Linked DNA regions of Mus musculus: all the other regions are linked to region 1. The links are chromatin contacts, called in public Hi-C and HiChIP or PLAC-seq maps. All regions are on one chromosome and are shown on one strand. The core of a region is the stretch at or near the end of the contact, and the rest is flanking DNA. Distances in the headings are between cores, read along the strand shown. Region 1 holds the start of Smim15 (small integral membrane protein 15). Region 2 overlaps Zswim6 (zinc finger SWIM-type containing 6). Region 3 overlaps Zswim6 (zinc finger SWIM-type containing 6). Region 4 overlaps Elovl7 (ELOVL family member 7, elongation of long chain fatty acids (yeast)). Region 5 overlaps Zswim6 (zinc finger SWIM-type containing 6). Region 6 has its middle 13 kb from the start of Gm41053.

Region 1 (4,165 bases), core at 858-3,357:
AAAACCATTTACCTTATGTTAGAGTAGTGACCTCTAATTTTCCCCTGGGACTATCAGTGAGTCAGTCAGAATTCAGACGATTGTTGGTTATGTCTTCTTCAGTCTGACCATACGATGTGGAGGGGGTTAAATTCTATATACATATACATGGATGAGCTAGAAAAGAAGACAATCAAGTCATAACTATTGTAAGATAGTTGCAGGATATTTTGATCACACTGTGAACCCCAAGATTGTGCTGTAGTGTGCCCTCCCCGCTCCTTAGCACACACCTTTGGTCCCTCTGCCTGGAATGCAGACACGCCCTTAGTATACAACCTTTAATCCCAAACAAGGTAAAGTTAGTTTGTAGAAGGAAGCACCATATTTGAAAGTGATGTCAAAGTGATGAATCAGAGAAAGATTTGATACAGGATATGCCCAGCCCTCAAAAGAGGAAAGAGGAAAAAGAGGCTAGTTAAGAGAGCAGCACAGAGAAAGAAGAAAGGAGAAGGCAGTTTTACCAGGAGAGTTTTACAGAGACAGGCTGGAGAGAGAGAACAAGCTAGACACAGGTGAAGACAATGAGCCAGAGGATGAGAAGCCAGAAGAGCAGAACACATTGCTAGAGTCTGAGGTCAAGCAGAGCAATTCAGAAGAGGAGAAAGAGAAGCCAGATTGAATCAGTCAACTTGGCGAGGAGTTTGAGCTAGAACAGCTAGCTGAGTAAGTGAGTTAGCCAGCACACAGGAAGAACAAGAAAGGATGCGCTTTTCAGCAATAAGTCTCAGAAGCTGAAAACACTCTAGGCCTAGATAAGATTGTGTGGAGGCTAGAAGCTTCCGGGACTAGGCCTGGGTTAGCAGACTGAGCAGTAAGCCTCAAAGATGACAATTACAACAGGAGAATAAAAGATACCTTTACAGTAAGATTAGAAATGGAAAAAAAAAAAAAAAAAAAAAAAAAACCTCTAAATTCTCCTCTAAACACAAACAAGTAAAAACATCTTTCTATAATAGTATAGCCTCTTAACACCTATTTCTCCCTAAATTACAACTGCAAATGTCCCAAAATAAGAGTTCTAATTCGTAGAAGCCAAGTATTCTACGTAAATTATTTGAGTACTAAAGTTTTGTCTGAATAATAATGACTTTCACTAACATAAAAAAAATCAAGCTGGCTGGCTGACATGTTACAGGTACCATACCCATAAAGATTTTTAATCTTTGCGTCTACTGTTGGGGATCCAACCCAAAGCCTAGTAGAGCACAGTAGACAGATGCTCCACCGCTGACCAACCAAGAATTTAAACTGCTTGTACTTAAGAATCCTCATTTATTCGTTGGATTGGGTACATCGTTACAAAGTCAAACACTATGCTTTGCTCTTTAAAGGTTTTGTGGTCTGTAGTTCAATTAATGTACCTTACAAGAAAATAAAGAATTACCAAAATAATTATGGTACCCACAACCCGTCACATCAAGAAAACTATCACTGGATTTAACTTCCATGTCCCCATGCTATCTCCGTATTTGTATCAGAAACCATGCCCCTACTTTCAGCACATTAAACTTTCTGGAGACGTTAACCATCCAGTCCCTTGTCGCTACGCCCTCGCCCAGTTGTAACCAGTTTGCAGGAAGGTCCAAGAAAGATCGATCTTTCTCGAGTCCAGTAACGAACTAAATACAAGTCTGCGAAATCCGCCCAACTTTGCAAATAAGACTAGCGCGACTTGATGACTAGGCTATGGCAAAGTTACGGTCCACAGGCCACACATCTCGAGAGCACCTCAGTCTCGCACCAAAACATCCTCGCCTTACTTTCAGGCACATTCCTTCACCTCACAAAGCCTAGGGGACCCGGAGCTGCACCAGGCGTCTCTAGACTTACAGCTTCTCTCCTAACTTTCCCCGCTTAGCATTCTCCTTGCCCCGGGCCATGTCCACGGCCATCAGTCGGCCTCACCGGCTAAGGACGCCGCCCCGCCGAGCGAAGCCGGGCAGGACCCGCGGTCAGGAGCTCAGAGAGCCGGGAGAGCCCGGCCACACGCTCAGCTTAGGCTACAGCAAGCCACCGCAGCCCTAGGGGATCCCCGCTCCCATTCCCACTCACCGCCAGGCAGGAAAGTGGAAAGCGGAAGCCGCTCCGCTCAGGTCCCGCCCGAAGGCGGGGCGGGGCGGGGCGGGATGAGGAAGTGGCGGGCGGGTTTCCGGCGGCGCAATGTCTAGAGCCATAGCGGGAGGGCGGGGAGGGGCGGCGCGGCGAGGCGAGGCGAGGCGCGGAGGCTTCGTGTCCGCGGTCGGGGATGCTGCCGCGCGCCGCTTCGTGTGCGCTGCAGGTGGGGCATCGTGGCCTCGCGTCCTGCGTGGGACGCCGGCGAGGAGACGGAGTGGGTGAGGAGTTCGTCCAGGGGACTCTCAGCCCAGAGAGCCGCAGCTAGACACGAGGGGGACCCCGCAGTCTCCTTAGAGCCTTCTCGAGGCCGTGGAAGGACTGGCGTGTTCCCTAACTCGCCCCTCACTCATGCTGTAGAGTTGAACAATAGTTAAATATTTAAAGATTTGGCCAAGCAGCAGCCCGGCTGGGATGTGTCCAGTGAACCTTGGTAGCAGGGGGAAATGCTGCCACGCTGTGGGAAAGAGGTTCCGTTGTTTGTTTTTCATTTAAGAGCCTAACTTACTTCACAAAGGAATGGTCGATACTTGCCCCAAAGTAAACTGTCAATAATTAAACTGTCAGGGCATAGAGATCGCAATACATAAATAAAGGACTTCAAAAAGTCAACAAGCAGAAAGGGGTGCGTTAAATGGGTCTCCTAATCTACAGGGACGGAAAGATTAGCTCTGGTTTGGTTGGTGCTCAAATTTTGTGATTGCTTGCCTGAACTACTTGCTCTGTTTGACTGCCTCTGGCGAATGTTGCAAGACCTCCTCGCTGTTGTGTGCCAAATAAAGCAAGTTTTTATTCCTGAGAGACTGTGAGCGTTCCCTTTGAGGAGCAAGCCGAGACATGTATGAGTAGTTAGAGTATAACAACAGTAACCATTATTTACCAAGGAGCAGACTTTGGCAGCTAATCTAAGGATCTAAAATACTGCTACCCGGGTATATGCTAATGGCTGCATATTGTAATGGCAGCCGTGGTTTTCTTATTCTTGTGTGAAAGCCTGAAGGATTGCTTAAAACCTGTACAAACAAGCGTACCCATAACCGGCTTGTATCCATAACCGGCTTGTATCCGTGACATGTTCACTTCAGTAGATGGTTCCTCACAAGTTCTGCCTCCCAGTGTGTTGCTCTGTTTTATCTCTAAAGGACCCAGGGTCCCCGCAAGTCTTGGGAATAAAAGGAAGCAGTACCGTAAGGAAGGAACTGAGGAGGGGGTGCACCAGCCTAATCGTGCACAGTACACACACTTACAACGGAGAGAAAGAAAGCAGCAAGCTTCTTTGGCTATTGGAGACCTAGCCTTCACACTCAGATTTTAGGGCTCTCTCTTCTGGTGTATTAGGCAGGCCTGTGCAAGCCCAAGAACAGCATAGAGGTTGCCATGGAGGACAGCCTTACTGGGGCCTGCATTACCTTAACCAAAGATGATAAGTAAGATAGGCTCCCAAACCATGGGCTGACTGTTCCATGGCGAGGTCAGCTTTCTAGTCTCTGTACTGATGCCCCTACAGCACTCATTCTCTCTGAGCCTTTTCCTCCCGTATATCTAGAGGGCATTCTAGTTGACCTCTGATCATTCGGGCCCCTTCAGATCAGTAAATTAGTGTATCTGGCCAGTCCCCTAGCTCTTTATCCTTTCTGGGAGAGGGAGTAGTCACGGGTTTGTTTGAAAGACTCTTGCTATGTAGCCCAGACTCTACCTGAGCTCTGGGTCATTGTGGTCCACTCTCTTAAGTAATGGGATGGTGGGCGGTCACCACCACCGTTGTCTTAACTTGGATTTTATTCTCCCAAATGTCCCAAATGCATTATGAGATAACAACTAATACGTTCTGCCTTGTTCTTAAGAAGCAGATTTTAGCCAGGTGTAACCCCGAGACTTGAGAGGTGAAGACAGGAAGATGAACAACCTTGGTAGGCGTACAGTGAGTTTGAACCATTCTGGGCTACTTGAGACCCTGTCTCAGAGAAGAGGTAGGGTGTTAAGGTAGTTCCCATGGAGAGCAGACTAGGAA
Region 2 (4,165 bases), core at 841-3,340, 230 kb after region 1:
CGGATTTGTTTATTGCTGGGGGAAAATGAAAGGGAAAAAAAGCTAGTATATATTAAAGACACAAAAAGCTTAGTGGCTTTTAACATGCTGTGCTCACGTTTGAAAGTGTAATTCTATTTTAATCTCGTTCCTAATGGAAGAAGCAAGATGACTGACTTGGTAGGGTAATCTTGTTTGAAAATTGACAACTCTTTGGCACAGCTCCCGGATTTCTTTTCAGATTTTTGAGAAATAAAAAAGCAGACTCTTACATGCTGTTCACTGGTGTAAGAAAAAGAAAAAGGATGAAATAAAAAAGAAAAGTTTTGTGCATAGGGTGAAGAGAGTTATGGCTCTAGGAAATGTGTGTAGGCCACCCTCTCTGACATCCTTAGGCTGGAAGAAGTTTGTCATTGATGTTCTAGCCATCAGCAGCGTGCTTACCACGTGGAGAACGTTCAGGTTCTTCTCTCTTGGCCCCAAGGTCATAAGAAAGGAGAACTTAAGCTACTTTTAAAATTCCTTTCCCTGTAGATCTCAGAGTATAAAGGGTTGCCTGATGTCACTTTTGCTGTCTAAAACATGTCCCATCACGAATGCTCAGCGTGTTCAGACCCAAAGCTATGTTGGGTGAGTAAATGGGAATTTTTTTACTGTATTCAATTCAGTTGAGAGAATATTTACTGTGTACCAGCCATGTGCCTGGTCCTGGTAGGTACTGCGGACACAAAGATGAATGAGCCAGCTTACTGCCCACTGAACCAGGCAGGCGCATAAACAATTCACTATAGTGTTTGTGCTAACAGTGGTAAGAAGAATGTGCAAAAAGTGCGTTGGTGCACAGAAGAGAATGAATACTTTTGTGTGTGTGAGGGGCAGTGGAGTCTAGGTAACTGTGTTTTAGAGAGGTCGTGAATGGGATTAACAGAGAGGGCCGTATTTGGCAGAGGAATGAAGAGAAAGGTTAAGGCCATAGGTAGAAATTGAAACTCATTGATGCTTGCTTTGGCTAGAGATACTAAAGTAACTTGAGAAAACTACAACATCAATAGGAATAGAGAGTAGCAGGTATAGACAGGATATTGTGGCATTCTCTGTTTGAAATGCCACCTGCAGAGAAGCACACAGGGAACTCATGGAATCCTCTAACACTGGTCCCTGGGCCTGGAGCATCTATGTTACATTTTCCTTCCTCAAAGCCTGGGAGGGGTGGAATAGGAATTATTGCCATGTCGGAAAGGGAGCACCGAGGGGGTGTTTTAACACATGTTGATAAGCTTATGAATGTTTGAGCTTCATAACCATTTGATTGTTTTTGCTAAATATTTACAGGACTCCCAAAGGGCGAGCAAACAGTGCTCTGACCACTGTGGAGGGAGCAGAATGCAGCGCAAAGCCTGGGGCCAGGGCGAAACGTGCATTCCTGGGAGAACCGAGTGCAGCAGGGAGGAGCTCCAGGACCGTTTGGCCTTGGCCATTTTGGGAAAACTTGAGTGGCAGGGTGTATTTCTTACGGCTATCTGTAATTTTATTTATTGAGTTGAAGTTTGTTTGTTTAAGGATAATGTGGTTCCAAGAAGTCCATTTCCAGGCTCCATGGTTGGAAGCTCCTGCCACTCTAGACTGCCCTGCTTCCCTGACCGAGGCTGAGCATCTGCCTAGTAGTGCAGGGTTTTCATTGTGATCAATAAGGAGGACTTTGGCTTACGAGTGACTTAGCCTGCTCACAACTGCACAGTGGAGGGGCTTTGGGGCTCGGTTCCTGTTTAGGGCAAACCTGAGCTTCCTTAAGGCCTTTCAGAAAGAAACTTGGCATTGTGGCAGAAATGTCTTAGAATCAGGAAGTGAGAGTACCAGACGTGGAGTAACTTACTGGATGGTCTGCATTGTTACTTAGAAGCCAAACTGAGTTTTGCTTAAAAGTTTGTTCCTTTCATTTCAGGAGATCTGTAGGAAGGGCTGAAGCTCTTTAAAACTTGTTACGGCTTGGTTTTGCTGTCTCCATTGGCCTTAGTTCTTCAGTTTTATACAGCTATTTACTACAGTCCTTTTATCAAAATGCAAGCAATTACCTTGGCACAATGATGTAGTCAACTCAGACTCTGTTCTAAGTTCCCCATTGCTTTTACTAATTCCTCTATGCACTTGAAGAACAAGCTCGGGGTTCTATATTGCATAGTCTTCATGTCTCCTAAACCTCTTGCACGGACCTAGAACTTGGCTCTGAAGGCCAGACCAGATAGTCCTGTAGCTCCCCAGGACCCGTCTGTCTGTGCTTTCCATCTTCACCATTCCTGATCTGCATGCCCGTGCTTCCTTGCCCAGCCTTTTAGGTGTGTGCTGGGAATCCCAGTTCAGCTCCTCCCACTTGTGGAGCAACCCCGATCCTGACACTGACTGGTTACATGTTTTGAAAGTGATCTCTCAATTTATCTAATCCTTTTATATTGGATTGAGGCACTTTTTTTTTTGTAAACATACAATAGAATTTAAATTTGTATACTTCTGACTATGTCAGGGTGTGGATGATACCAAAAAGACTTCTTGATACATCATTTATCCATGCCAGGGTTTTCCACCTTAGAGTTAACTACATTTCCCCTTTCATGTTTTCTTTAAAGTCTTTTTAAAAAGATTATGACATTGTAAAGTATATGTATATTGTTAAATGACTCAATCTGGGTACCTGACAAATATTACCTCACATAGTTATTGTTTTCTAGTGAAAATAGTGCACATCTGCTTTCTTAGTAATTTTTAAGAATATTTATGCTTCTATAATAGAAGAGTCCAGCCACACCCAAGTGAAGGGGGAAATTAAGTTCTCCCTACAAGTGGGAGGATTACCAAAGCCTTTGTAGATATGTGCTGAAATCGATAGATGTCCACAAATATTTGGAGAGGGAATACTCTGAGGTTATTTGAATGTTATACTTCCTCACTCAGTAATTTTATCGTCAGCTTCATGCCGGCACCAGTTTGCTTTGGTGTCCTTGTGATCTTACCCACGCCCCCAAGTCTCTCTGCCCAATCGAAATGTTTTGTAAGGAAGACATGTCCACTCTCCCCTGTTCATTTATTCAGTAGTTTGGTTAGGTCAGTACGGACCCATAGATTACTTAATTTTTTTATTTAGAATCTGTTATTTTTGCTGTCTTGCTTTTCAGATAGTTGTAGCTTGGTCATGGGGTGGTGGTGGTGGGGCTTTCCCATGTTGTAACAGTTTCCTAATTTTTTTTTAACTTTATTTCTGGTACTAAATTTTCCATGTTCTTTGTTCTAGCCCTTTCTCCAAGAAACTTTGGTCTGTTTTTTTTTTTTTTCTTGAAAATAATTATTTAGAATCTGAGATGACTTGGGTGTTGTCTTGTTTTATACGATGGTACTTGACATGGATGAAAAACAAAAGGTAACTTCACATACATCTTCAAAGTCATTTTTCTGCTGTCTGGAAACAAAATGAGATTTACGTGGTGGCAGGTAAAGACATTCGTTTCTTCTCAGCACAGACAGTAGCCGTTAATCAGACATGTTATTGCACCATCTCGCACTTGTAATAATGGGGGGTGAGTTTAGAATTTGTCCTTTTGGAATCATTGCATTTTTGTGGGAAACTTGAGAAGCAGTTGTTTTCCGTTTGGGGACCTAACAGGTAGCAGTGAATTGATGACAAAGGAGAGGGTCCCTGAAACCCCCAAGTTAAGTTTACCAGTAACCCCTGGCTAGGTTTTCTATGCCTTAATTCCTAGAATAAAACCTTAGGCATTTTCCTTTTTCTATTTTCTCTTTACTTACACACAACTCTAGAAATGTTGGCTAACTAACTTTCTTTCTTAGTGTCTAAAAGACTTAAGCCAGTGCTTTAAAAGAATCACAAGGGTCTCAACAATAAGGGTGAGCAGTGTTCATGACCTCTGAGGAAGGAGAAAGCAGAGACAGGCACTTGTCTCAGAGGTGACCCACCCAGAGCTTCAGCTGAGTGAGGCTGTGGCCACATTGCTGAAAAGACATAATACAATATGTTTTCTGATACTGACAATCCTGAGTGACCAAGCAAGTGCTCCATTAGACTTTCCTTTGCACTCTTCCTTTGCAGTCCTCCCTTGCCATTTCTAAGTCCTCCTCTGAACGCCTCCTTGCTCTCCTTCAAGTACATGCCTTCTGGCCTCTGTTTTCATTACATCTT
Region 3 (4,165 bases), core at 610-3,109, 190 kb after region 1:
GGTGCTGTCACCTGGAGGAGAGAGTGTGAAGTATCTGCAGGTGCTGTCACCTGGAGGAGAGAGTGTGAAGTATCTGCAGGTGCTGTCACCTGGAGGAGAGAGTGTGAAGTATCTGCAGGTGCTGTCACCTGGAGGAGAGAGTGTGAAGTATCTGCAGGTGCTGTCACCTGGAGGAGAGAGTGTGAAGTATCTGCAGGTGCTGTCACCTGGAGGAGAGAGTGTGAAGTATCTGCAGGTGCTGTCACCTGGAGGAGAGAGTGTGAAGTATCTGCAGGTGCTGTCACCTGGAGGAGAGAGTGTGAAGTATCTGCAGGTGCTGTCACCTGGAGGAGAGAGTGTGAAGTATCTGCAGGTGCTGTCACCTGGAGGAGAGAGTGTGAAGTATCTGCAGGTGCTGTCACCTGGAGGAGAGAGTGTGAAGTATCTGCAGGTGCTGTCACCTGGAGGAGAGAGTGTGAAGTATCTGCAGGTGCTGTCACCTGGAGGAGAGAGTGTGAAGTATCTGCAGGTGCTGTCACCTGGAGGAGAGAGTGTGAAGTATCTGCAGGTGCTGTCACCTGGAGGAGAGAGTGTGAAGTATCTGCAGGTGCTGTCACCTGGAGGAGAGAGTGTGAAGTATCTGCAGCTGCTGTCACCTGGAGGAGAGAGTGTGAAGTATCTGCAGGTGCTGTCACCTGGAGGAGAGAGTGTGAAGTATCTGCAGGTGCTGTCACCTGGAGGAGAGAGTGTGAAGTATCTGCAGGTGCTGTCACCTGGAGGAGAGAGTGTGAAGTATCTGCAGCTGCTGTCACCTGGAGGAGAGAGTGTGAAGTATCTGCAGCTGCTGTCACCTGGAGGAGTTTAGGACAGTGGAAAGATTTTACTGAGTGATTCAGTTTTTTTTGTTTTGTTTTGTTTTGTTTAGACTTATATCTAGATTTGTATAAATTTCCTTGCCGTTCCTGGATTTTATTTTTATTTAGTTTTTTGAGACTTTTTTTTTTTTTTTTTAAACATAGATAGCCAAAGATTGGTCTGGACTCCCGCTTGCTCTTCCTGTCTCAGTCTCCCAAGTAGTGAGGTGGCAGGTGTGAGCGCTGCACTTGGCGTCTGGAGTTCGCCGCCACCCCGTTCTGTATTTCTTTTAGTTTATAACATTTTCTTCTCTTTAAGCCACTGAGATGTCTCTTTTGTATTTTAGACTCTTAAAACTAATGATGGTTGTTCTAGCCTTCTGTGTTTATTATGAAGGTATAAAAACATTTCTCAGAAATAAAAATCCCACTTTTGGATTTGAAAGTTGACACGGTTTTATAGCACAACCAAAAGTTTACAATTCTATTGCACAGTGGTGTGTCAATAATTTGTTAACACTTTTACCTGCGGCTTTTATTCAGATTATTAGGACTGTTAGCTAGTACTTGTTAGTTGCCTTGTTAGCTCTTGGGTAATTACCAGCAGTTGTGTCTCGTTAGAAAAGATGGCCAGATGGTTATCATTTTCCTTTTAGGTGAGATTTCTATAGGAATCTGTATCTCAGGATCACGTGGTGTCAGAGTGTCCAGGGAGCAATTATCAGGGCGGTCTGTTAAACCTTTTGCCTCAAGACAAGACCGTTAGGTGTGCTCTATATGATCCTCAAGGGGTGCGAGTCACTAAGCCATCCATGCAGTCAGCTTTTTTTTTTTTTTTTTTTAATTTTTTTATTTCGAGGTATGTCTGAAACCTTTACTTCATAGACAGATCACAGGAAGTTAACCTACTGGAAGCACACATTAGTCTCATCTGATTATGTTGTGAAAGCGTATTACAGGTTAGTGAGCGAACATTGGCCCTGTGAACTTTCAATTCCACATTCTATTTCGATATGAGTGTCCTAAAAATTCCCTTGTGGGTCAGATGTGAGCAGATCTTCTAAGTGAACTCCCCTGTGTCTGCTGAAGAGGTGGAGCCTTAGTTCATGAGTTCACTGCATGATTGCTGTGCTTTTTCCACACCACTGCAAACCGTCCTTGTCCTTAGAACTCAGCACTGCCCGTTTGCTCCCCGTATTTCTAGGACATTGTTGAAAGGAGGATTATTTTTCTCTGTGTGTTGTTGGGCATGAATGATTTAAATGAATTAAATGACAAAAATCTCTTAGATTAGGCAGTCTTCTTTGGGCTGGGATGTAGCTCAAGGGTAGAGCATGTGCTTAACACAGAGGGTCATTTCTCAGTATTCACAGTTTTTTCTTTGACATTAGCCTTTCTAATCCCATTATTTTCTCTCAACATCCTGTTTTTATTTTCATTTCTGTATTTAAGTCTGACTTATCACACGCACCTCATATTCTCCATTCTGCTCTCCTGTTGTAGTCCACGTTCCTCTCCTCCTCTGACCCATAGACGTGCACTGGTGCTGGAGGTAGTGGGGCTTTCTCCGTTTAAGATCTTGCTGTGAGAAGCAGACAGGTCTCCGCAAGACTGACTGCAAGACCACTCTAGTAACATAGTCCTTCCTTGAATTTCCTAAACCCAAGCTTTCTGATTTTTATCTTACTTCCTGGCTACCCTAGCCTTCTCAGTAAGGCTCCCCCTTGGATACTTTCCTGGGCCCTTTTCAGCTCATCGCCTGTCAAGAAGCTGTGTGCCAGCTTCAAATGTTTACTTTCCCGAGGAACGGACTCACGGAGTCCAAAGCTGTTCACTGTGTTATCGTTCCTTACTTAGCCGTTTGTGATTCGTGCTTAACTCGGTTTCTCCCAAATCTGTCTTTCTCTGCTTGCTCTCTGGTTCTGTGAGCACTACCACCATCCCCTGAGTTATTCAAACCAGGAAGTTATCACTGCCTCACCACTTCTAATTTCCCCACCCCTGATAGCTTTTGTTGGTAACATCTCCCTTTGACATCAGTCTTGTTGCCTTCCCTAAGTCCAGTGGCGACAGAAGGGTCATTGTAGAGCCTTTTATTGCCCTTCCCGCTGCTCTTCAGTGAACTGTCTTCTGTCTGGACCAGGTCATCTAAAAAGCATGTAGGATGGTGTCCTTTCTCTGTTTAAGATCTTTTACTGATTTCTTACTATGTCTGAGGCCAACATTCTTACTGCTGCCTACCGGCCTTTCACAAGTTGGCCTTGTCTATTTTGAGTCTTAAGTTTCCCTACCCCGTCACCAGGTGCTGTGTTCCTGTTTTGAACTTAAGATGGTTTACTGTTAGAATTCTGGGAGATAGGTAAAATCAGTGTTTTGGTATTGTTTTAGTTGGTTTATATTGTCATGAAGAAACACCACGGTGGAAAAGCTGGTTGGGGAGGAGCAGGTTATTTGGCTTCCGCTTCCGCTTCCGTCGCTGTTCATCACTGAAGGAAGTTAGAATAGGAACTCAAGCAGAGCAGGAACCTGGAGGCAGGAGCTGATGTGGAGGCTATGAATGGAGAGCGGCTGCTTACCTGCTTGCTTCCCCTGGCCTGCTCAGCCTGCTTTCTTATAGAACCCAGGACCACCAGCCCAGGGATGGCCCCACCCACAATGGGCTGGATCCTCGCCATTGATCACTAATTAAGAAAATGCTTTACAGCTGGTTCTCATGGAGGAGGCAGTTTCTCAATTGAGGCACCTTCCTCTCTGATGACTCTAGCTTCTGTTAAGGTGATCTAAAACTAGCCAGTATACTGTTGAAATACTTTTTTTTTTTTTTTTTTTTAACTTTTAAGGAAGGAAACATTTTTTGGCTTATAATTTAAAAAAATTATCTTTTTATTTTTTAATATTATACTATAATTACATCATTTCCCCTTCCCTTTTCTTCCGGCCCTCTGTTTACACCTTTCCATATACCTCCTCTTGCTCTTTCAAATTCATGATCTTTCATTAATCACTGTTACATACATATATGTATACCTATATATGTGTATATATCTCTGTGTGTGTGTGTGTGTGTGTATAAATATATATAGTTATATACACATACAAGTACAACCTACTCAGTTGGTATGTTATTTGTATGTTTTCAGGGCTGACCTTTTGTATTAGGAAGCCAGCGTGTTTGCTCCTTGCTGGAAAGGGTATATTTCCTGTGTTAACATTCTGTAGTTGCCTGCAGTCTTTGTGTAGGCCTCTCTCACTTTAGCACGTCTGTTGTCCTTGCTCAGCTCCTGCTTAGGCAGTCCTGTTGGTGAGCCTTTATGGGTGTGGTTTCTGACATT
Region 4 (4,165 bases), core at 911-3,410, 180 kb before region 1:
ACAGATAAAGCAAAGATGGACGCACAGAATGGGTAAATGGTCTGATGGCTTGAAAGAATGGAAGCTGAAGGGCTATGATTCATTTTCTCTCTCTCTCTCTCTCTCTCTCTCTCTCTCTCTGCATATATATATGTGTGTGTGTGTGTATGTATATATAAATGTATATATATGTGTGTGTGTGTGTGTGTGAGAGAGAGAGAGAGAGAGAAAATCTGATACCTTTGTACTTCCATGAAAAAATGAGAGAAGCCAAAGTACACATATTTAAGAACTGTGATGATAATCCTTCCACAATTAGATAATTGCCATTGTGGTAGACAAAACAAAGCTCCCTTATAACAGGTATTCATGGCCTAACCCGTGACTACGCTACATGGCAAAACAGTCTACCAATGTAATTAAGGTGACAGGTCTTAAAATAGAGATTAGCCTGGATTGCCATGGTAAGCTCTAGGTAATTACAGAAGCAGTTTAAAAAAAAAAAAGTATTGTGCCTGGCTAGGCACAAATCACTGATGCCCTCAAGACTCCAGGCCAATACTCAGAAATTAGAAAGAGGCACACACACATGTTACCCTTTTCTGACTGCCCAGGAAATGAAGACTCTTGTAGCCACACAGGAGGAGAGTGCCCCTGCAATGTGGCTGACCTCAGAAGTGTTCCCCCAGGAGCTGAATCGGGGGGTGATGAAGATAGTTCATAAGGTCGAGGCACTTGCCACCAAACCATCCCAGGAAGCCATACAGAGGAAGCAGAGAACTAACTACAAGTGGTCCTCTGACCTATACATACATGTATATGAATGTGTTTTTGCAGCATACATGAGTCCGTGCACGCACATATATACACACACAGATAAATAAATGCACAATATTGATAAAATGAGCCCAATAAGCCAATACTTTGATTTGGGCCTAGTGAAACATAGCAGAGAAATCAGCCATACCAAGCAGGACTTCTGGTATGTTAATAAATGTACGCTGTCTAGATCTACTGACTTTGTGATGCAATAAAAATGAGTACACTGAATGTTTTAACCTAGCAACCATTTGTTGAGTCTGTTCCAAGTGCGAGGCCTTATGGCAAGTGTTTGGGATGAAAAACTTGGTGGGATTGTCTCATCAACTCACAAGCATATAAGCCCAGTGAATTCTATTATGACGGGCATAGCATCAGACTCTTGACCGCACCTCCAACCCCTTCCTCTTTTATGACGAACTCTCCCATTGGCCTGGATCAATAACCCATCACAGTATTGCCAGCCATCTCCAAACTTTATTGAGCCCCAAAGACTCTGTGATTCATTCCGCCTCAGTGGTATTTTCTCCCGTGAGCTCCTTTCTCCTTCCTTCCACTTCCATTTACGGTGCCTGGTCCACACTAATCTCTCACCTGGATTGCTTCTGTAACTTATTAACCAGACTTCCTGACTTGGCGGCTTTCCATTTTCTTCAGTGCCACCAGAGTCATCTAATAAGGATTAAGTGGACTATTTTGTGCCCAGTGTTTCATTTAAGACAGCCTATAGTGAAAGAAAAGAAAAGAAAAGAAAAGAAAAGAAAAGAAAAGAAAAGAAAAGAAAAGAGAGAGAGAAAGAGAAAGCCTTACAAAACCCGTGCTTGCTTCAAATCTCAATGCCTAGAGAGAATCTACAACACAAGCCATTGTGAAGGTGTTGATTGAACAAAGGAGCTCAGCCCACTGTCTCTAGCCTTCTCTCTTGCCTTCTAGCACACCCCATGATGCTTCTTTTGTTCTGGATCAGTCACAAAAGGACCCACCATAAAGATATGCTTCAATCCCCCCCCCCCCCCCATAACTATAAAGCTTTAACCACATGGCTAGTTAAGGTTGTAGCAGGCTTTGGGTTTCCCTTTTAGCTGAACTATTCAGGAACACCATTAGTGTGCCTGGTGCAGACCCTTCTTCTATCGTGGCTTACAGCAGAGGTGATGAGAATGTGCAAACTGTCTGCTACTACTGTGGCAGAAACCAGGTCCAGAAATCAAAGGTAACCATTTAGAGATGCTCCCAGAAATCTGACACCCCTGTGACAGGAAAGAATGAAACACTTGCTGAAGTCGGTTCAGACTAGCTGAGGTGTTGCTGAGTTGGTGAGGTGAGTCACCTCTGGTGCAACTCCCTTAGTCACTCTGAGTAATAGGACCATTTATTGATCCAGGCTAGGAAAACACAAACAGATAAAATCCCCAATGGCCCACCGCCACGGTTTGAGCAGTTCAAGTAGTTTGAAAAGTATTCATTCACTGCCCTCCAGTATGTGTTCATGTTACTCCTCTCTTGAACCCTGTTTCCAGCATGGGACAATACAGTCATCCAGAAAGTATCAGTGAATAGACTATTAAAGATGTGAGTGTTTTTTAAAAAGCTTTGTGGGCAGATCTGAGATCTGAACTATTTCTTAAGGGATGGTAGGGATTGGGTACTTTCTGGCAGTAGAATGAATAAGCCTCCTGAGGATGGAGAGGAGACTAACAGTGTGACACGATGCTGTAGCAATGGGGACCTTCCCAAAGGACTTTCCCCCTCTTTGAAAAGCTCAGTAAGTGACTGAGACCCCACACGCGTCGCCACCTTCCACCACACTCACAACCCACTTACTACAGAACAACTCCCGCAACACAGACTCTACAGGTCTCAGCTGTAGCCCAAGAGAGAGATGACTAGAAGGGGGTGGTGGCCCCAATGGCAGAGAAGAGCAAGTGTAGTCTAACAGCACTCACCTCTGAGAAATGAGTAAAAGCTCTCAACAAGGGCACAGCTTGGCAATGCATATGTCACCGTAGTGGGCACAGTCAAGAACTATCCATGAAGCAACATAGATGGGTTTGGTAACTCAGTCACAGTAGAGAATGACGAAAGCTTCCAAGGTTGGGGCTACCAGGTAAGATAAGCAACAGCAACAGAGAAACAGGTTTTTAAGAGAGCAGAACATTGGGAAACCATGGTGTGACAACCTTACTCATCGTTCAGGTGGAGATGCTCAGCAGGTGTTCAGGAGGAAGGTCCAAGAAGAAAGTTCTGTGGATTTAAAAGACTTCCTGATCTAGTTGGGGATAAAACTCCAGTAACAGATGTGTGAGAAAGATGGTTATCTAAGGATAGAGCCATGGAGAATATCACTATTTAAGGAGTGTGCTGGGGGAAAGACTCTCAGAGATGGAGAGGAAAAGGAAATGTGGAAAAGACGCAGAGTATGTATAGAATCACAAAACCAGAAGGGAGAATAAAGCAGTGAAGTCAGTCAGTGTGTTAGACAGGTCAAAATGGCCCCTACTGAAACCCCTATGGCTTAGGATAGGGAAAGAAGGCTGACTCTCAAGGCAGAAGCCAAATGTTAAGATAGGAAAGATGAATGACAGACAACCCTGAATCAGCCAACTTCAACAGCTACTAGTCATGAAAGCGAGAGAAGAGGGAAAATGGGCAAAATCAAGCTTTTTATCATTCTTTTGGTATTGGTGTCTTGGACTTTTGAGTTGGTTTTTTTGGTTGGTTGGTTGGTTGGTTGGTTGGTTGGTTGTTTTTTTGTATACTACAGGTGGGCTGCCAATTCTGCTATTAGCAGAGGCTAGCTCTGAACTTGCGGTTGTCACCTTGCCTTAGCTTCCCAGGAATACTTTTCCACCAGGGCAACCATGAGCTTCTTCTCCTCTGAGGAAGGGTAATGTGAAGAAGGGTGTGATGGAAATGATTTCATAGACAGCAGGAATGCTTCCTAGGGCCCCAGTATGAGACAGGGCCCCTTTGCCAAGCACTCATAGCAATGATCACAAGCTGGGTTGCCTAAGTGACCTGCACATATGCATCTGGAGCGGGCATGGGCTTACTTATCTGTGCACTCTATGCCCAACACTTGGCACGACCTCAGTGAAATGAAAGCAAAAAGCATTAAAAGGATTTCACCAACAAAATCTTCTTGTTGTTGTTGTTGTTTTCTATCAAAGTAGGTAATGACATCAAATGCTGAAGGTTATAAAATGTAGTTAAGTAGGAGGGTCCCTTCTGGCCCTGCTTTGGTGAAGGGTCTCACTACGTAGCTCTGAGTGAATTTGAACTCAAAATCCTCTTACCTCAGCCTCCTCCAGGGCGGAGATTACAACGAGCTCTATACCATGATGCTTAGCTGGCAGGGGGCTTTTAT
Region 5 (4,165 bases), core at 652-3,151, 170 kb after region 1:
CAAAAATCTTCTTAGGAATGAATGATGAACCTGGTAGTCTGGGAAAAAAAATGTTGGTGAATTTTAAATCCAGGACAGCCAACTATCAATAGTATCAGTCCGTGTGTGTATTGCAGACATGGAAACTGTCATTTAAATGAATGATAGATGGTATGCCAGGCCCGGGGTATGTAAGTTCCAACTATTTATTTCTCTTCAATTTTCTGAGTATGTGTTGCTGTGACTTAGTAAGAATATGAATACTGGGTAGATGGTTGGGTTCTGGTACTAGACTGTTGTGTAAAGCCTCTTTGTTCCGTCTGGTTGGAAAGGTCTTTTCTCCTAGTTCTGACCCAAAACCTATTCTGAAAGCAGTTCATTTATTGGGTGGTTACACCTTTGAGTAGGTAAGCCTGGCTCATTCCCATGCAGAAAAGTCTTTGTGGGTTACCCAGGGGAGCCTTGGCAGTATGTGTACCTTTGTAGAGTTAAGAGAGCCCTTGCCCTTTTACTTGCTGTTTCACTTTTTGTAAAGACTCTGTCATACCTAGGTAGTCTGAAGCAGGAGAACTGAGTTTTGCAACAGCCACAAGGTTTGACCGAGTTCCCCTCAGCCCTCAAAGAAAACCCAAACCAAACTTGGAAAACTAAACTTAGTCTTTTGACAACTCCCTCCCAGCGACCACTTGCAAAAGCGCACAACTTCAAGACATCCATAAGATCTTGTACATTTTGAAGATACATTGGCTGGTTAACATAAATAGTTTGTTAAACTTATCTATAAAACACGGATGGCTTTCTCTTGAAACTTTTAGACTTAGTTTTGAAGTATAATAAGATTTACCAGAGGGGTTTTTTTCTTTTTTTTAATTCTATTTGAGCAAGAATTTAGCAGTATGGATGTATTTCCAAAGTTTGGCTCACAACAGGGTGGGTTATCCAGAAATGGACTGGTTGCCAGTTTTGTTTGCCCAGTCTGTCTTGGTTGTGCCCCTTCCATGGACCACTTTTGCTCTGGCAACTTCTTTCTCAGTTCTGTTGGGTGTTTTTTATGTGTCTGTGTCTTGGAAAGCCATGATGATGGAGCCTGGGATCTCACCTCCAGTCTTTCTAGCTGTATAATGTTAATGCATTTCCCCTTTGCTGCTATGTTAGTGGCTTTTCTCAATTATTTTATACCACAAAGCTCTTTAAAACTCGAGTTGCTCTGTACTTGGATTTATTCGTGATTATGTAAGAGCAGACCATACACACACATGCACCCACACCCACATACACACACACACACACACACACACACACACGCATGCACGCACGCACGCACATGCAATGAGTGTGCATATATAATCTTTGAACAGGTGGAGATCAGCTCTTAGATTCTGCACGTATCGTAGCCAGTAGGGTGCTGTTTGCATCAACCTTTTGTAGACCCTTCAGTGGCCTGCTTTTGCTCATAGGTCCACAGGTCACAGCATGGCCCTCCCCATGATCCTCATGTGCCTCTTGCATTAATATTTCTCTTGTCCTTGAGTGTGCCCAAGCTGCTCTGCCACTTAGGGCACCTTTCTTTGCATAGTTAGTACCTTGTTTAGTTATGGCAACAAACAAACAAATAAAAAACCTTTCCTTTGAAACCTTAATGATTTTTTTTTTTTTTTGGTGGTCTCTCCCCTCCCATTTCTCCTGTTAGATTGTAAGGCCCATGAGTGCAGTGTGTATATGTCTGTCTGTGTGTTTCTAGCCCTGGGTCCTAGGACAGCTACACATAGTTGGATATCTCAGTAAAAGCTTGTTGATTCAAAGAAAGAAGTGATATTTTGCCATAGAACTAGTTTTCCTGACTGTCCAGAAGGAGGCACTGCCTCATCTATCCTTACCCCACCCCTCTGACATGAATAACATGAAAGGTATTTCCGTGTTTTACATTTGTAGTCACTTGGAGCTACTCCCAAATTCCCCAGAAGGTATATTTGCATCCACCACTGTTAGACTGTCCTAGACAATGAGAGCTCCCTATTCTTTGTATATATTAAGTACCTTACCACACTGTTAGCTGCATTGGAATGTGGGTTTGGTTGATATGGGTTGAGAAACTGACACATTGGGAAAGAGCAACCAGTTTCCAGTTGTAGGTTGCAAGTGAATGGGAGGTCTGAGGGATGGGTGGCACTCTTGCCCAGAGCTCACTTCCTTTCTCTGTCCCGCAGTTCTGATGCAGTTCTGCTTGGTCAGAGTAGACACTGGCTTGCGATAGTGCCATTTGCAGGGGACAGTGTGGGCTAATTCCAGTCTGCATGGAGTAGTGTTTTTTCTTGCCTTTTCCTTTTCAGTCCCACCCCCAATCATTTTAATCTTTTCACCCTCATTAATCAAACAGAAAAGTAGCAGGCCAGAGTGATGGATGTAAGAAATCCTAGCCAAGCATCTGCTGTATAAAGTTCTTTCTGTTAGAAATTACTACTGTTAGAGGTAGTCTTGGAAGAACAGCCTCTTTTTCTAGTGTCTTATTGTATGTGGGGGTCAGGATTGGGTCAGCGTTTATTTGAAATTTGTATAAATCTCTCCACTTTTGGAGTGCCAGTTTTGTGTTACGAGCATGGTTTTTACGTTTCTACCCACTTGAGAAGGCATCTTACTCTGTGCGTGAGATGCCCGGATCCTTATGCAGCAGTAGCACCAGGCAGCCCGCTGTGGACCTGTACCCCAGGAGTCCCATGTGTCAGGTCGAGTTGTCTTTGAGCGTTGTCCCTAATGCTTATCATCTTACAGCTGCTTGAACAGTGTCTCCTGACTGCTGAATATGCTGTGGCAGCCATCTTTACACAAAGTAGGGGTTATATGGCCCATTCATGATGTAGTACCTTGTTGCTCCTTGGAGCTGATACTGTGCTTAGTTTAAGATATCTTCTGTTCTTTGTTAGACTTAACAGAAATATAGTAGTTACAGTTAACATTGGTGACACTGTGAATTTGGCTTGAAAAACGTCCCATGTCCTCGTTTTCATTAGAGCGTGGTTTTCAGGAGAAGACATGGTAGCAGTGTTTGGAGGAGATGCTTCAAGGCGCTCAGTGTAACAGAAGTGCTGGTGCCGCAGGAAAGGGAGGGGCTCTGGGCACTGTAGGTTGTGAGCAGTTCTGTGATGGAGGCTCATTGCCCCGTCACTCTATTGCTATCAGATTACCGCCTTAAAGGTCTGCCAAGCTCACACAAGCCAGCCTTGGGTTTCCCTTGTTTTTAGCAGATGTCCTTGAAGAGGAAGATTAGATGGGTCTTTCTAGGTAACGTCCAGTCTCAGCTTTTGCGCTTTCCCGTATCTTCTTAAATTAGTGAGTTGCCATTCTTTCAACTTAGCCATCTCCAGCGGGGGTTATTTGTGGCGGTTGCAGCTTTCGGTGTGGTCTGGTTACAAGTTAAAAAGCTTCAGAAGTCTATATAACTTGCCATAATTTTAACACTTTGCACTGTTTTGATGATCTGATTTACACAGGTACCGTATAAAATCCCACCTCTGCTGTACAGTCGCTGGAACAGCGAGTGAGCTCTGCTTTTTATGACCAAGTTATGGGATGAGTAATTACTCTCTAGAGTGAATGGCTCAAAATGAAATAACTGTATGCTTAAGGTGCGATGTGACACCAGATGTACTTAGGCCTCAGAGGTATGTAATTATCTCGCTACACCGACACATACACACAAGCATGTTTACGCTTGTGGCAGGAGTTTTACTTGCAGAGGAAACCCCACTTTCTGGTAAGTGAAAGAACAGTCCATTATCTTTGAGGGATTCAGAAATTGCTTTGCTTTACAGGAGCCATCTCAATCCCCTGCATTCTTTAGGGCATAATTTAAACAGTGCTCCATCAGTGGATCCTGGAATAAACAGGTATACTCCGGCCTTTAGATACTAAGGGAGGTTTAGGGATTTGCCCAGAGCGTCAGGCCTCTCCATCCCCGGCTGCTGCTTTCGCTAACTTGATCCATGCTTCATTCTTAGACTCGGTCTTGATTATCAGTTATATTCATTAAAGGCCACACCTGTATTTTGGCTTTCCACTGCAAGTAAGATCTTTTGTTAGGCTACTTAGATTTTAAGTTTTATATATTCTGTCTGGTCTCATGGATCACGAAGAATTAAAGGTGCTAGTACTTTAAATTCATTTGTTTTTCCTCCTTTTAATTGAGTGT
Region 6 (4,165 bases), core at 610-3,109, 130 kb after region 1:
GATAGATAAACTGGGTAGCCGTGAGATTCTGGAAGACATTTTGTTAGCATTTATGTCATCCAGTGATTTAATGTTTTGAACGATAGATGATGAAGAGAATCTTGACAGGTTTCATGTTTGTAATAGAGAAATAAATTTGGGTAGGGGGTACCCCCAAGTAGGATAACAGCACATTGTCTTCTTGGTTTGTCTGTCTGTCTGTCTGTCTGTCTCTCTCTCTCTCTCTCTCACACACACACACACACACACATACACACACATACTCACAGTCCGTTTAAAGCAAACAATACTTAGCTAGCTATGCTGAGTAACAGTAAGGGTGGAAAAGAATACAGCCTCATACTCATCCTGGTGTGCCTCTCTCTGCGGACTAAGCTTATAAAATGCAAACCACTTTGGGGTGGATGGGTGACTTCATGATGATGTTATTATGACCCTCTGAATAAATACTGCATTTTCCAGTCCTACTATTGGTACCACATGGGGCAGTTGGCATATGGCTGAGCTCTCCATTCTGATCTTCTGAGGCAGACATCTCAAGATGATGAATGCTCTCTCAAAGGCTGCTTGGTTATTATAACTTGACTACCCAATTCCTTATGTCTACACTGTTTTCTGGAAGCTGAGACCCTACTAACTAGTAAGAAGGAGAGAAACATTGAATTCTACCCTAGCCAGTCTTTCCCTCTGCTGTAGTTTCAATGTACAATGTCCCTCAAAGGCCCATACATTAAAGGCTTTATCTACAGTTTGGTATCTTTGGCAGGTGATGGAAATGTCAAGAGGTAGGACCTAGTGGAAGGTCTCCTGATCTTCCAGGAGCATACCTTGGAAGGAAATTGTTGGGGCCACAACCTTTTTTCTTCTGCTCTTTGTTTTATTCTGGTCAATGAAGTGAGGATATTCGGCCACGGGCCATCACCGTCATGTTGTGCCTTGTCAAAAGCCCAGAGTTAGGGAGGCAAATGACCACACACTGAAACCTTGACAATCACAAGCCAAAACAAATCGTCTTACTCTATTATTTGATTATTCCAAGCATTTGTTGCAAGAACAGAAAGCTTACACACCCATTGAAGGCAAGTGGTGTGGTGTGGTTTGAAATGGTAGCCTCCTGACTGAGTCTCTTTTCCTAGGTCAAGCAATACTGATGGTACTCTTAATTGCTCATAAGCAAGGAACCTTGACATTAACTTCAGCTTCACGGTATCAGCTATCCAGAAAGACTACAAGGTCAAAGAATTACTCTGTGCAGTAAGACGTTAAACATGATTAAAAATCATTGATTGTGGGCAGGAGTGTGGTGTAGAATAGACAGCAAAGCAGTTCTTTCCAGAGAACCCCACGGAGTGAATGAACTGCCCTTCTATGTTTGGCAGCGAGCAACCCGTATTTTTAAGGCATTTAAAAGGTCTAGATGGAGAGAGAAGGAGTTTCTCCCTCCATCTAATTCTAAAACAGAGTTGGCAGGGCTCATCTGCAATATTAGAGGGCAGGGAAGTTCAAAGAAAGCAAAGACATGCTATTTTCAGGTCTAACTGAGGTCTCCAACATCTCTGTGTCATTCCCGTATGTGGCTGGCTGTGAGGCACACCAGCAACTGGGGTGGACATGGTACCACTTGGCTGAGCTAAGAAGCAGGACTCTGAAGGAAATAACTCTTGATGATATCACAGCCTGTGGGGGGACAGCCTGTGGGGGACGGCCAGGTGCAGCTGGGTGGGAACCCTTGGCACCAGGGTCCCTGTAATGGGTCCAAGTCTTCACTGCCCTCAATCACTAGCTCAAGTCACTCTTGCTCATGCCGTTGGGACTCTGACTCAAGTCTTTGACCAGCTGAAAGGAAGTGATGTGGTGGCCATATCCGAAGTCGAGTTAAACGCTAGAAACAGAAAAGAAAATCTATTTAAAACATACCATCGTTCTTAGAGACGGCTATGTGACATTTTAAAAGTATGTTTAGCATTCCAAGTATTTCTGCCTTTTGTGTCTTTAGAGATTGGCTCTGAGAGTGATGTTTTGTTTATTTAACATTTAATCAAAAGCGATTTGGACCCCGCAAGCCTTGGAGGAACAGACTCAGCAGCGCTGACTCTCCGAGTTGAGTCTGAAGAGAAAAACTTGAAGCATACGGGGAAGCTGATGTCTGTAATATGTTCTGATCAGCTGGCCTAACTTTACAGGGCTAATAAAAGGGGAGAATTTTCCCGTGCTCTGGCCTTTTATGAATTATAAATAACCATTCACTTTGGAAGATAGCACATCATAAAAATGTTTTCCACAAATATGCACAGATCCATTTTAAGACCCAGGAAAAAAGATGTTCCGAAGTCTCTGATGTGCTCAGTTTTGATTTCACGGGGAAGCGTGTTCTTTTACCATATGGATGCTTTTAAGGAGGCCTTCAGCTGGGGCTCAATAATAACACCCCAGTGGCTAAATAAGGGATTTCTTTCCTTCTAACATTATTTCTCTGTTATTAAAGGTGGAAAAACCTTCCACAAATAGCCTACTATTAGAGTGCTTTAGGGGGTACCCTGGGAGCCAAGGTTATGTGTCTGCTCCAGAAATACTGTCTGTAATTATCATTCCTCAGTGGCTCGGAGGATGCAGCCTTGAGGTTTCATTAATTTCTCGATTCTGCAAAGTCTGGAGTGAGCGCCTGCTCTTGATATTCAATAGTGTACGGGAGGAGCTTCGCGTTGTTGTTTTTAAGGTCGCAGGTCCTTTCCTCTACCTCCCCCACCCCCCCTTTCATAGTAACCATTGCTGGCTTCTTTTGTCCACGCAGATAAAAAGACCAGGTTTGAAAGAAAAGAAGTCAGATAGGAGAGTCTCCCAACCCCGGTCTTTGTCTTCTCTATAATCTGCTAACAATATAGCATTTAGAAATGGAGCATTCGGATCTAACAAATGACTGGAGCGGGTCTGCAGGTCACAAAGGCACATTGATTACCCTCCCATGCGCTCTATTGTGAGGGCTTTCAAATGTGCACCAACTGCGAAGAACTTTACAGTGAACAACCGTATGACTCCCACCTTCCTGTAGATGTTACCATTAAAATGTGACCGTTCTTGGGGTTGGAGAGATGGCTCAGTGGCTCAAAGCATCAGTTTTTCTTCCAGATGACCTAGGCTCAATTCCCAGCTCCAACATGGTGGCTCACAATGATCTGTAACTCCAGTTCTAGGGCGACCTGATGTCCTATTCTAGCATGAGGCCCACCTGGGATGCACACACATGCACACGCACACGAGTGCGCGCATGCACGCACACATACGGGGGGAGGTGGGAAGGGAGGTGCTGTGGGGAGCTAACCTTCATCAGTCCACCTTAAGTTTTCATTTACTTAAAAGTAAATTGTGGAGTGGAGGTATAATTCAGTGACATAATACTTGTCTTGTGTGTGTGAGGCCCTGAGTTCGAATCACAACAGCATTTAATATATATATGTGTGTGTGTGTGTATATATATATATATATATATATATATATATATATATATACAGCTAAGTGTAATGTAATAGAATATTTGGCTAGTATATATAGGGTCCCGAATTTAACCCCCCAACACTGAGAAGAAAACCAAATGATAAGCATCAATCCACCTCAGTATTCACATCAATCATCAGGGCAACCTTTGTGCTCCTCCTGTGATGTGCTCCTCGTGTGATGTGAGATGTTGTATTGTTGAAATGTGGGAATAGTAAGCTTGGGATTGTGGAAAATATTTACCTGTGTATCAAACCCTTACTAAGATACAGACATGGTCGGGGGGTGGTGGCCCAGGCCTCTACTCTCAGAACTCAGAGGCGGAGGCAGTTGGATCTCTGTTGAGTTTGAGGCCACTCAGGTATACGGAGTGAGTTCCAGGACGGTCAGAGCTACAAGAGAAACCCTGTCTCAGAAAACAAACAAACAAACAAACAAAACAAATAAAAAAAATAAAACAAAGAAACAAAAACAAAAAATGAAAACGAAAACGAAAACAAGAACAACAACACAAAACAAAAGAAAAAAGAAAAGAAAAGAAAGAAAGAAAGAAAGAAAGAAAGAAAGAAAGAAAGAAAGAAAGAAAAGATATGGAGCATTTTCGTCACCCCGAGCTCCCGCATGGCCTCTCTGCCAGTGCTTGCTGCTGTTCCTTGGTCCTGGATGTGTTCAC

The links. Hi-C and Micro-C count contacts between places; a contact is called where the count stands out from the background. HiChIP or PLAC-seq counts read pairs in DNA pulled down with a chosen protein or histone mark.
Region 2: a Hi-C map of bone marrow-derived macrophages shows a contact between it and region 1, with 18 read pairs. The contact joins the enhancer-like site here to the promoter of Smim15 in region 1. A contact is called at or near these places in 12 of 39 promoter capture datasets (the 3T3-L1 cell line, the C10 cell line, cranial neural crest and 5 more), 12 of 484 Hi-C or Micro-C datasets (3T3-L1-derived adipocytes, the Ba/F3 cell line, the C10 cell line and 8 more), 12 of 115 datasets of contacts at active chromatin or transcription factors (acute myeloid leukemia, bone marrow-derived macrophages, cardiomyocytes and 7 more) and 4 of 9 other capture datasets (adipose tissue, liver, macrophages and 1 more).
Region 3: a contact with region 1 is called in an H3K27ac HiChIP or PLAC-seq map of thymic regulatory T cells, with 5 times the contacts expected there. The contact joins the enhancer-like site here to the promoter of Smim15 in region 1. A contact is called at or near these places in 2 of 484 Hi-C or Micro-C datasets (bone marrow-derived macrophages and liver), 16 of 115 datasets of contacts at active chromatin or transcription factors (CD8 T cells, acute myeloid leukemia, bone marrow-derived macrophages and 10 more) and 4 of 9 other capture datasets (adipose tissue, embryonic stem cells, liver and 1 more).
Region 4: an HNF4G HiChIP or PLAC-seq map of pancreatic cancer cells shows a contact between it and region 1. The contact joins the enhancer-like site here to the promoter of Smim15 in region 1. A contact is called at or near these places in 1 of 115 datasets of contacts at active chromatin or transcription factors (pancreatic cancer cells) and 2 of 9 other capture datasets (adipose tissue and pancreatic islet).
Region 5: a contact with region 1 is called in a Hi-C map of embryonic stem cells, with 1.9 times the contacts expected there. The contact joins the enhancer-like site here to the promoter of Smim15 in region 1. A contact is called at or near these places in 8 of 39 promoter capture datasets (the HPC-7 cell line, the SN4741 cell line, embryonic stem cells and 3 more), 43 of 484 Hi-C or Micro-C datasets (the 3T3-L1 cell line, 3T3-L1-derived adipocytes, the AML12 cell line and 26 more), 31 of 115 datasets of contacts at active chromatin or transcription factors (CD8 T cells, acute myeloid leukemia, bone marrow-derived dendritic cells and 23 more) and 5 of 9 other capture datasets (adipose tissue, embryonic stem cells, liver and 2 more).
Region 6: a contact with region 1 is called in a Hi-C map of embryonic fibroblasts, with 3 times the contacts expected there. The contact joins the enhancer-like site here to the promoter of Smim15 in region 1. A contact is called at or near these places in 2 of 39 promoter capture datasets (macrophages and neural stem cells), 35 of 484 Hi-C or Micro-C datasets (the AML12 cell line, B cells, the C3H10T1/2 cell line and 21 more), 27 of 115 datasets of contacts at active chromatin or transcription factors (CD8 T cells, bone marrow-derived dendritic cells, bone marrow-derived macrophages and 18 more) and 4 of 9 other capture datasets (adipose tissue, bone marrow-derived macrophages, liver and 1 more).

Annotation. Positions count from the first base shown.
Region 1 is chr13:108,042,416-108,046,580 of GRCm38.p6, reverse strand. It overlaps Smim15 (small integral membrane protein 15), which reads right to left and starts at 2,107. Exons shown (of 3, transcript NM_001048250.2): 1 at 2,095-2,107; 2 at 13-156. Gm41055 (a long non-coding RNA gene) reads left to right here and starts at 2,110. Exons shown (of 5, transcript XR_003950673.1): 1 at 2,110-2,375.
Region 2 is chr13:107,808,221-107,812,385 of GRCm38.p6, reverse strand. The region is part of intron 5 of Zswim6 (zinc finger SWIM-type containing 6); the gene reads left to right. Among named protein-coding and RNA genes, the nearest start is that of Zswim6, 80 kb to the left of the region's middle. Within about 2 kb of position 2,090, at least 56 of the 459 cell types and tissues checked have an H3K27ac peak or open chromatin away from gene starts, as enhancers often do. A contact at or near this core is called in adipose tissue, bone marrow-derived macrophages and microglia, where this site is marked.
Region 3 is chr13:107,854,910-107,859,074 of GRCm38.p6, reverse strand. All of the region lies in intron 5 of Zswim6 (zinc finger SWIM-type containing 6), which reads left to right. Among named protein-coding and RNA genes, the nearest start is that of Zswim6, 33 kb to the left of the region's middle. Within about 2 kb of position 1,859, at least 16 of the 459 cell types and tissues checked have an H3K27ac peak or open chromatin away from gene starts, as enhancers often do. A contact at or near this core is called in thymic regulatory T cells, where this site is marked.
Region 4 is chr13:108,227,371-108,231,535 of GRCm38.p6, reverse strand. The region is part of intron 1 of Elovl7 (ELOVL family member 7, elongation of long chain fatty acids (yeast)); the gene reads right to left. Among named protein-coding and RNA genes, the nearest start is that of Elovl7, 15 kb to the right of the region's middle. Within about 2 kb of position 2,160, at least 52 of the 459 cell types and tissues checked have an H3K27ac peak or open chromatin away from gene starts, as enhancers often do. A contact at or near this core is called in pancreatic cancer cells, where this site is marked.
Region 5 is chr13:107,871,282-107,875,446 of GRCm38.p6, reverse strand. The region is part of intron 5 of Zswim6 (zinc finger SWIM-type containing 6); the gene reads left to right. Among named protein-coding and RNA genes, the nearest start is that of Zswim6, 17 kb to the left of the region's middle. Within about 2 kb of position 1,901, at least 37 of the 459 cell types and tissues checked have an H3K27ac peak or open chromatin away from gene starts, as enhancers often do. A contact at or near this core is called in craniofacial prominence, embryonic limb bud, embryonic stem cells and 2 more, where this site is marked.
Region 6 is chr13:107,908,310-107,912,474 of GRCm38.p6, reverse strand. No RefSeq gene overlaps it. Among named protein-coding and RNA genes, the nearest start is that of Gm41053, 13 kb to the left of the region's middle. Within about 2 kb of position 1,859, at least 13 of the 459 cell types and tissues checked have an H3K27ac peak or open chromatin away from gene starts, as enhancers often do. A contact at or near this core is called in embryonic fibroblasts and extraembryonic endoderm stem cells, where this site is marked.